Regions from separate parts of the Mus musculus genome. Here regions 2 and 3 are each linked to region 1. The links are chromatin contacts, called in public promoter capture Hi-C and targeted proximity ligation maps. All regions are on one chromosome and are shown on one strand. The core of a region is the stretch at or near the end of the contact, and the rest is flanking DNA. Distances in the headings are between cores, read along the strand shown. Region 1 holds the start of Ch25h (cholesterol 25-hydroxylase). Region 2 has its middle 85 kb from the start of Ch25h. Region 3 has its middle 80 kb from the start of Fas.

Region 1 (3,407 bases), core at 817-3,316:
TCAGAGACTAATGGCTGGTCGGTCCTAGTGAGTAAACGTTTATATTACAGCATCCTAAACGTCCCTCATCTCTAGCAGGTCTGGTTAGCAGACTATCTTTGGGGTATTTTGAAGGCAGCAAGCACGCCTTTAGCTAAATTCCACTTGAGTGACTTCGTGTTTCCTATACAAATCCCTTTTCATGCCCATTCTAGCTCTTTGGTGTAGTCTTGTACATCAATAGGATGTGGAGTCCTTTAGTTTATGGCCAGGAGTGCATAGCTGGGCTATATGCTAGTTTTATTTTGAGACAACCCCACGCTGGTTTCCATAATGGCTGTAATGAGTCTTATAAAATTGTTTTTATTTTTATTTTTTTCTGAGGCTGCTATACAGTTCACAGCTACAGTTTAGAGGCCCTAGAGAATGAATGAAGAGCGTGCACCTCCTCTAACAGTGATAACTCTGGAACATCTACCAAATGGGAAGAGCCTGAATCATGAACTTACCTATTGTGTATGTATGTTTTCTCTCTATAAAATGAACCTGTTTATTATAACACACACACACACACACACACACACACACACACACACACACACCCTGGGTATATGTTGGACCCATTTATTGTACCATATTTTTACCATATGTGTTTGTTTTTTATATCCTTTTATCTTTTCTTCATGTTAAAAAAAACCTTAACTATTTGCATTTAATTCCAAATATCTTAGTGGTTACCTGTGAAATACAAAGTTAAAGTGATTGTGTGCCTTATTTCCTTTGGTATGTGCTGAGGCCTTAGATAGAGAGCTGTGAAGCCACAGTTATGGGGTACTTCCTGACAAATGTGGGAGCCAGTTCTTGATGAGTGTGAATCACAAGTAACAGTCTTGTGCAGGCAAAAGTTACAGTCCATCCCCTCCCCCTCCCCCCCCCCAGGGGGGACTGGCAGCAGGCTCCTAGAGCTACAATCCCTGTTTTCTTTGGAAAATAACACAAGAAACACAAGCTTGTATAAGACTATGTTAGCTTCCAGCAGAGAAAAGCAGCTGTAAAGACACAAATTCAAGAAGGAAACCCTGGGAGAATGGCCCCTGGCTTTCCTCTGGGATCTTCTGTGCCGTGTATCCGCTACCCGGGGCTGATTTCTGTGCTCCACTCTCTAGGGCACTCTCCTTGGATATAGTACTGACCTCCTGTGCTCAGTCCCTGGACGATCAGTCCCAGTGTCTGAAAGGGTATCCAGGAGTTGAGGAGTAGGGAACAACTGAGGGTTGGTAAAAGTCGGAGCCTGAGGGACCTCTAAGGAAATGGCAGGGGAGATGAGACATGTTCCGGGAGGCTATGAGATTGCTCAGATCTTCTTCTCCACTGGCCTTTGCGGTTTGGCCCAATCGAGTGAGCCTTTACGGGTGTTAAGCCTCCGTTCTCCAACCCAGAGCAAAGGCTGGCAGTGCTGCCCTCTTGACCGCTGTCTTGCAGGATCTGATCTCTGCTCTTGACACCGCGGGCTTTAAGGGCACCAGAGCGGGAGAGTCGTCCGCGCCAAAAGGCTGCGAGCCTGACTGCTCTTTTTTGGAGGATGCCAGGTTCCCTCTCCTACAGGACTCAATCCCTGTCTGCAACGGACCCAGTACCAGCACTGTGGCGTGAGGTACGCACACTCAGAGTCCCCCAAGGTGTAGAATAAGTCTTTAAACAGTCAAAAACAGATATTTTAAAACCCAGGGAATTCTGCTTTGGTTGAGAAACAGCGCCTTCTGAGAGCGAAGAACTCATTAGTTTTTAGCGGTGATGGCGGGTGAACTGTCCCAAGGCAGAATCGCTCTCTCCTGTGTCATTAGTACATCAGCTGAAAGGCAAGCAAACAGTTCTTTACGTCTGGGAAAGGGCTTTAAGGGCCGCTGCTTGCGTGAAGGGGAGATTTGATGCAGCTATAAACCAGGACATAGACAGGAACAAAATTCGGGTTATTTAAGCAAAATTCTTTAGCAGGGAAAGGGAGGTGGGAAGGAGACGGAAGGGTGACGTCACTGGGGGGAGTGGCCACAGTCTTAAGAAAAGTCGGCGGGGCTGGGGAGACCACAATTGTGGGACATAGTCTCAGCATGGGCTGCTACAACGGTTCGGAGCTCCAAGACCTGGGCTGTTCCAGCCAGCTGCTCCTGCAGCCCCTCTGGGACACCATAAGGACAAGGGAGGCGTTCACGCGCTCACCCATCTTCCCAGTCACCTTTTCTATCATCACTTACGTGGGCTTCTGCCTACCGTTCGTGGTGCTGGACGTCCTGTATCCCTGGGTCCCCATCCTGCGACGCTACAAGATCCACCCGGACTTCTCGCCTTCCGTAAAGCAGCTTCTGCCTTGCCTGGGGCTGACACTCTACCAGCACCTGGTGTTCGTGTTCCCGGTGACGCTGCTGCACTGGGTGCGCAGCCCGGCGCTCCTCCCCCAGGAGGCCCCTGAGCTCGTCCAGCTCCTAAGTCACGTCCTGATCTGCCTGCTGCTCTTCGACACCGAGATCTTCGCGTGGCACCTGCTGCACCATAAGGTGCCCTGGCTGTACCGCACCTTCCACAAGGTGCATCACCAGAACTCGTCCTCCTTCGCGCTGGCGACCCAATACATGAGCTTCTGGGAGCTGCTTTCGCTGACCTTCTTCGACGTGCTGAACGTCGCGGTGCTTCGGTGTCACCCACTCACCATCTTTACCTTTCACGTGATTAACATCTGGCTGTCGGTGGAGGACCACTCGGGCTATGACTTCCCGTGGTCCACTCACAGACTTGTGCCCTTTGGCTGGTACGGGGGCGTGGCTCACCACGACATGCATCACTCTCAGTTTAACTGCAATTTTGCTCCTTACTTCACACACTGGGACAAAATGCTGGGCACTCTGCGGTCCGCGCCCCTGCCAGAGAGCCTTTGCGCCTGCGGTGAGCGCTGCGTGAACTCCAGAGAGCGATGCGCTGTACACTTGATCCAGAAGAAGAAACAGACTTGAGTTACTTTATTAGAAGTTTGTAACTTTTAAAGTGATGCACACTGCTATAAAATCTAATGTTGTTTCTGCAGCCTGACAAAGTAATTTATATAATGTTTCTATGTGAATTTAATTGTGGTCTTGGTGTTAAATTTCAACTTATCCCAGTGTCATTGACTCCAGGACACAAGGTAGACATTCAGCGTGGTGTATTTGAATCATTATGATCTCTGAAATGATTTGTTTCTAGAACCAAGACTTTCCTATGTATGAAATCGCACTGGAACTGGGCTCTAACCTCACATGTTGAGAGAAGACCTGATTTCTGACTCTTTAAATAATCAAATTTGTTCCTGCTGGGCAGTGACCAAGGTTATAGTATATTTTTTCTACTTTTGAATGAAATGATATATTTATATTGAAAAAAGTTTTATTTGTATTTTA
Region 2 (3,176 bases), core at 153-2,652, 85 kb after region 1:
TCTTCCAGACGAAGCAGGGCAGCCACATAGCTACACACGGCAGATGCTGATAACATGCACAAGACCTGTGCAAGATCAAGCCAGACTAAACTCCAGGATTTCGAAGAGAGGCAGCATGAAGTCCCACCCCTACTCCCCAGTGGAGACCATATTGGCAATTGTTAGCTACTGGGAGCGGAAGTATTCATTTTAAGTGTTGTCCCTGGTTAAGTTGACTGCACTCCAGAGGAAGGTCATACCACTTGTGGTATTTAAAAACCTCCATGATTTGGGGATTTCCTTGAGATTATGTTTGCCTGATTATGTCTGTATGTCTCTTTAACAAAATCTCCCAGGAGACTCTACCATCAAGGTCACTGAGAGTGGCATTCGATGTAAAAGTCATTTTTATCAGTACAATTCCTCAGGGACCCAGAGGATTCAGAGTAGTCACCAGGCCTGTTCCCTAAAAAAGAAACCTCAGAAATAAAGAGTGGAAAACACATTCCAGGGCTTTGATTCATGAAAGGGTCCCTGGCCCCTTAAGGAAATGCTGAATTTCCTTTCTATGAGCTCATAAATGCTTGTGAATCTAAAAAAAAAAAAAGTCACCATGTCTTTGGGGGAAATTGAGAGAAACGGTGACAGGATTTATTTCCTATTCATTTCAAACATGTGGAAGCCCTGTGTCAGCATAGGACAAAAAGCCATGAGGCTTTAGACATCTCCATGAGTGCCTGGTTAACAAACTCGATGGAGCTTAACTTGGAGTTGAGTTTTCAAAACCCACCAAAGGCCAAGAAGATCTCAGGTAATAACTGATTGATCTTTTAGAAGTGTGGTGGTAATGTGTAAAAGAAGGAGTTTTGAGCTGCCACATCTCAGACAATATGACTCCACTATTGATACTACTTCAGGAGTGCATATGCATCGTGACAGCCAAAGGGTTGGCCCAGAGCAGTTGTGTGGCCCATGATAGCCTGACAGGGCACTGCTGAGCTTTTGGATAGGTAACTTGCTATGGCAATGACCAAACTGAAGGGCCATTCAGCCTGCAATCACTTACTGTTCTGGGCAAGCAATAAAGCCTTTGTTCACCCACTGTACAAACAATGGCTCCCAAAGAAAAAGCACCAGGTCTCTACCAGAGTTTTATTTTTCCCCAGAGAAAAATCACTGGTGAGAATCACATGTGTGTGCAGAAGGGAAAAGTCACCTTACCCTTGAAGAGCCCAAAACTCAGGGTCCCCATCTCTTTAAGGGCGTAGAGGCAGAGTCTAAATGAGGGAAGGACTCTGGAAGAGAGAAAGTCCTGAGTCAAAAAAGAAGAACTTGTTTGCCAAGACCACAAAGACAGCAGTCTCTGCAGGAGCTCCCTCAGCTAAGCAACCCAGGAAGGAAGAGTGGAGAAGGGCACGTGAGCTGTGTGGCCTGAAGATGGAGAGTCCTGCCTGAGTCCTGGACTGCTGCTTCCTCATAAAAGACAACACTCAACTGTTCTCCATGTTAGTGGTGGAGGCAGCTTCTCTCACAAGGTCTGATGGTCAAAGTCCTTCAATTACCTGTGGTTAGGCCTGAAAGATCATATGCAGGGTTTTTGCCTGGAGCCAGACTTGCCAAATATTGCACAGTTTTGATTAGAACTCAAAGTCATTAGCCTCAATAGACAGTAGGGATGTGGCACAAACAGGACAAGAGTTGATGCTCCTGGTGTAGAATAAGAGGCATGTGACTTTGTGTGTGAGTAGGAACACTGTCCATGGACCTCCTGAGGAAAAAAGATAAGAAATTCACATTCACTTACACCTCCATGTACAAAGCATTTCTTACAGCACTAGAGCCATTCTTGGATGAGAGTATAGCCAATTGCTTTGAACCATGATCTTTGGCTTTGTCTGCCATTATACTATTTACTGAATATTAGATTAAACACCGATGTAGAACTGCTATCAATCATTCATTCCAAACCTTGGTTAGAATTGGAGGTTTGCAAAATAAGAAAAAAATCATAGTCTTTTTGTTTGTTTGTTTGTTTGTTTGTTTGTTTGTTATGATTCTTAGTCTTAAAGAGAGCTATTTTGGTTTGTAGCTAACTTGTGTTCCAAACTTGTCAAGGGCATACCTAAGTGGAGAGAGGGAAAGGAAGAGGGAGAAAGAGAGGGAGAGGATGAGGGAATGGGAGAGAAAGAAATGGAGAGGAGGAGGAGAGGAGGAGAGAGAGAGAGAGAGAGAGAGAGAGAGAGAGAGAGAGAGAGAGAGAGAAGAGAGAGGGAGAGAAGGGTAGGGGAAGGAGGAGGGGGAGAGGAAGGGGAGGGGGAGGGAGAGACAGACGGACTTTGAGGGCACAGTGAAGTTGACAGCACTGGGTAATTGGAATCTCTTAGCTCTGTTAGGATTTTATGGAGCAGTGGTTACATACACAGTTTAATTTTGTAAATGACCCTAGAAAGCAAGCGAGATGAAAGCAGGACATGGAAGGAAGAGTCAGTCAAGAGCTTGTTAACCAGCAAGTGACTGCTTATGGCTACATGGGATTCCCTGCTACCGGGGAACCTCTGAGAAATCATACAGAACAAAATCCCATTTGTCTTCAGAGGGAAAAGGAATCTCGGTTTTTGGTTTTTTGTTTGTTTGTTTGTTTTTTGAATAATTGTTGAGACTATACTACCTGATATTTGGCAACTACAAGGTTACTGACTGTGCCTGGATAGAGAACTGATGTGGGAACTATGTACAAGTGTCCCTCATAAGAAGCAATGAACAAATGCATCTGCTGGCTGAAGTTGGCCTTGGAGATGAAGAAACAAAGTCAGGTACCCTACAATTGAGAATTCTGAGCCCCACTTAGCAATTATGAAAACCCAGCAATGTTTCACCAGTTACTGGCACTATGCAGCTACTGTGACTTGGATGCTACGTCGCCTAACACACATCCATCCACATGGGTGGATGGGATGATTTTTATGCAATTGTCAAGTCTTCCACAAAGAAACATAACACTACATGTTTCGAACTTTAATTTAAATCAGCTAGATCCACTAGGAACGTGACAAGATCAAGGCTCCACTTTACATCTTCCCACCGCAATCCTCAAGAATGAAACTTATTCCTGTCTTTCCTTGAGAATCACTTCCATATGATTAGAAGTTGCAATTACGAACACACCGCCGCTATGGCAACCTGAGCAAGACCTGCCC
Region 3 (3,340 bases), core at 331-2,830, 100 kb after region 1:
TAGTATCCTGGCTGAGGTTGTAGAAGTATGAAATAGTGATATAAATGTACTCCTGCAGAACCACAGACTTCCAATGTTCCTGACATTTTTGACCTCTTTGCTAGGATGTTTAGCCCAGGTTCTTCTCATCAAGTGTGCCAGACCACCTCCAAATTGTATCAGAATAAAGGAAATGCAAAAATATAATTCGGGACAGCATTTGAAATGTAATGAAGAAAATATCTAATAAAAATTGTTTAAAATAAAACAATAAAAAAATACAACGAGAGGACTTCTGAAAGTGTTTTAATAGTTATTTCTAGAAAAGTATAACCGTTAACTGGGTAGGAAAAGATTCAAATTACATGGGTGTCTTCAGCTTATTCCTTGCTCCAACCCCACTATGATACGCTTTGTGTACAGTGTGTGAATATTGTTGCTCGTGTGGACAAATGGGAATCCCATTAGGAGGACATCAAGATGTCTTCTTCAGTTGGTTCTCCACTTGGAGCCAGCAACAGCAACTCCCCCTGCACCCAGAGTTCTCTCTTTCAGCCCAATAGTCCAGCAGGTAAGCCTCGGTATGTCTCCAAACTGGGGAGCGCTGGACTGACAGAAGTATGCAGCCATGGCTGGCTTTCCCATGGGTGTTAGGACTCTGAAGAGAGGAGCTCACACCTGAAGAGCAAGCCCTTTACCCACTGAGCAGCATCCTCAGCTATTTTTTGACCAGTCAGAAACACGATCAATTACGTATAACTTTACTTAACAAGGGTCAATGGGAGCTTCCTCAGTTACCCTTTCCCAAGCAATATTTCCCGGGTATTAGCTGACTTCCTCCCAACTTCAAACTTCTGCAAAGTCATGATTCCAAGCAAGCTTTTGAGGAATAGGAACCTCTGAAGCCATACTATTCCTAAACTAAAGAATACTTACAAAAGCAAAGTAGCTACTCTCAAAACATGCTGCATTTCCCTAAACACTGCATTTCTTAAAGTGAGGTATACCTTGGAAAGAAAAGAGCCTGCACGCTGTTCACATGTCTCCACTCGACATTGTCCTTCAGAATTTGAGAATTATAAAGGGGGTTTGAGAGGAGGCCCCGTGGTTAAGAGTGAATACTTCTTTTGAAGAGGAATCTGTGAGGAGCCGCCCTTGCAATCGCCATTACAAGATGGCGCTGATATCCGGTGTTCTAACTGGTAAACAATTAGACACAGGAATTAGTTCAGTTGCCAGTGTCCATATCTGGTGGTTCACAATGGCCTGCATCTCCAACTCCAGGAGAACTGGTGCTCTCTTCCGGCCTCCATGTGCACGTCTGCTCACATGCACATACCAGTCAATGCCACCCCCCACATATACACTTTAAAAAATAGTAGAGATCAAAGTTCATAAAAAACAACAGTGAAAGAATTAATTTTATCCTTTCCTTCAAAAATTAGAGAAAGTTTTCTGTTGCTTTCTGTTACAAACTTGCTGGCACCATATGCATTATCTAAGCACCAGCTGTGATTTCCAGATGTCACCAGTGCACTGAGTCTAAATTACTTTTTCATGCCATTTCCTGCACTCTGGCTAAGTGATCTGACCACACGTTTAGTTTAGAACAGACTGGCTGTGGCTCTGTCCCTTCACAGCTGGGCGTTGCCATAACAATAAAGAGTCCCCAGAGCCCCATCCAGGTTTCAATCACATACAGGACTATTATTTTCTGTTTTTCTTTTTCAGGTATCATGTAAAATTAGTCCTTCTGTCACCGATAATTTTTGAAGTAATATTTTAAAATGTGAGGAAACAGATAAAAAGGTAAAATGTTATCTCATTAAGTAGTTTAATTTTTCAGGAAATTGCCTCATTTTCTCTTATCTTGATTTTTTTTAACTCTATCTTCAGGATTCCTGCTCCACTAGTCTGTTCTTTGAATTTTCTTGGTCATAGCAATTGTCCTTGTATTTAATAATAACATACACCATTTACATAATAAGTACATTATCTGAGAAAATTTAGCACGGATGTCAAGATCATGGTGTCTTGGGTCAGAGGATCATAGATTCTGAAATTGGAGAAGGGTATGCAAAATTTACTGAAGCTGGCCTTGGTGGCTTAGAGCTTTATCCTTAATTTCAGAAGTTAAAGGCCATCCTGCTTTCCATAGCACGTTTTGGAACAAACAGGAGCTCACAGTGAGACTCAGTCTCAAAAAAAGTTATTAGTCCTTCAGATTAGTTAAACTCTCTTCATCTCAGGATCTCCATTCATTTTTATGGAACTAGTAATTCTACATCCACACAGGGCTGTGGGAAATGTATTACTCAGACCTTTTATTTTCCCTGTGACAAAACCACTGACATGAACAATTTAAGGGGAAGATTTATTTCAGTCCACTATTTAGTTCAGAGCTTTCAGCCTGTCACCAACTGGTTTTACTGCTTTGAGGCCTGTAGCCAGGCAGAAATATGCTGATAGGGTGTGGCAGAGAAACTCGTTCAGCAGTCAGAGGGCAAAGAAGAGTCACAGGAAGGAGCCAGGCATAAGACATCCTCTCAGCCCACACCACCCACTTCTTCACAATGAGGTTGCATCTTCCACAGCCCTCACACCTTCCAAAAGTCTGTTCAAGCCTCGGCAACGGCTTGGAGGGGAAAGGCACTGCTAACCCTGAAAGCTTGAAGTCAGTCGCTGACTCCTACATGGTAGAAGAAAAGAACTGATTCCTTCCAGTTGAGCCCTGACCTCCACATGCATGTCCTAGGACACATGCAGGTACACATACAATAAGTGTAATAACATATTTTTAAGCCATCAATTCAAGTTTGAATCTCTCAATCTATTCATCCGTTGATGAAGGCAGTGCCTGCATGGTCTAATTAACCACTTTCCCTGAAGCTCCACTTCTTAATACTGTTTGCATCCAAAGTCATGTACTCAGGGAACCCGACGGAAGAGGAGGCAGAAAGAGTGTAAGAGCCAGAGGGGATGGAGGGCTCCAGGAGAGCAAGGCCCTCTGAATCAACTAAGCAAGGTCCATATGAACTCACAGAGGCTGCAGCAGAAAGCACAGGGCCTATAAAGGTCTGCACTAGGCCATCCAACTATATATCATAGCTTTTAACTTAGTATTTTTATGGAACTTCTGAGTGTGAGAATAAATAGGTGTCTGACTCTTATGCCTCAGGACTCTTTTCCTCCAATGGGTTGCCTTTGCCAACATACTTTTGCTTTATCTCATTCTATTCTATTTTGTCAAGTTTTGTTTTTGCTCTTAGAAGTCTGTTCTTTTCTAATGAGAGCAAAAGGGAGTGGATCTGGAAGGGAGGGGAAGTGGAGATGATCTGGGAGGAGTAGAGGGAGAGAAAAC

What was found. Promoter capture Hi-C pulls out the DNA fragments that hold promoters and counts their contacts.
Region 2: a contact with region 1 is called in a targeted proximity ligation map of bone marrow-derived macrophages, with 2.9 times the contacts expected there. A contact is called at or near these places in 4 of 39 promoter capture datasets (the 3T3-L1 cell line, cranial neural crest, macrophages and 1 more), 4 of 484 Hi-C or Micro-C datasets (bone marrow-derived macrophages and uterus), 4 of 130 datasets of targeted methods (bone marrow-derived macrophages, embryonic fibroblasts, embryonic stem cells and 1 more) and 4 of 9 other capture datasets (adipose tissue, embryonic stem cells, liver and 1 more).
Region 3: a promoter capture Hi-C map of second pharyngeal arch cranial neural crest shows a contact between it and region 1, with 2.7 times the contacts expected there. A contact is called at or near these places in 16 of 39 promoter capture datasets (the 3T3-L1 cell line, 3T3-L1-derived adipocytes, the C10 cell line and 10 more), 7 of 484 Hi-C or Micro-C datasets (the G1E-ER4 cell line, bone marrow-derived macrophages, cortical neurons and 3 more), 9 of 130 datasets of targeted methods (CD8 T cells, the NIH/3T3 cell line, bone marrow-derived macrophages and 3 more) and 5 of 9 other capture datasets (adipose tissue, embryonic stem cells, liver and 2 more).

Annotation. Positions count from the first base shown.
Region 1 is chr19:34,473,807-34,477,213 of GRCm38.p6, reverse strand. It overlaps Ch25h (cholesterol 25-hydroxylase), which reads left to right and starts at 2,066. Exons shown (of 1, transcript NM_009890.2): 1 at 2,066-3,407. The coding sequence starts at 2,088. The coding sequence ends at 2,984.
Region 2 is chr19:34,388,342-34,391,517 of GRCm38.p6, reverse strand. No RefSeq gene overlaps it. Among named protein-coding and RNA genes, the nearest start is that of Ch25h, 85 kb to the left of the region's middle.
Region 3 is chr19:34,368,806-34,372,145 of GRCm38.p6, reverse strand. No RefSeq gene overlaps it. Among named protein-coding and RNA genes, the nearest start is that of Fas, 80 kb to the right of the region's middle.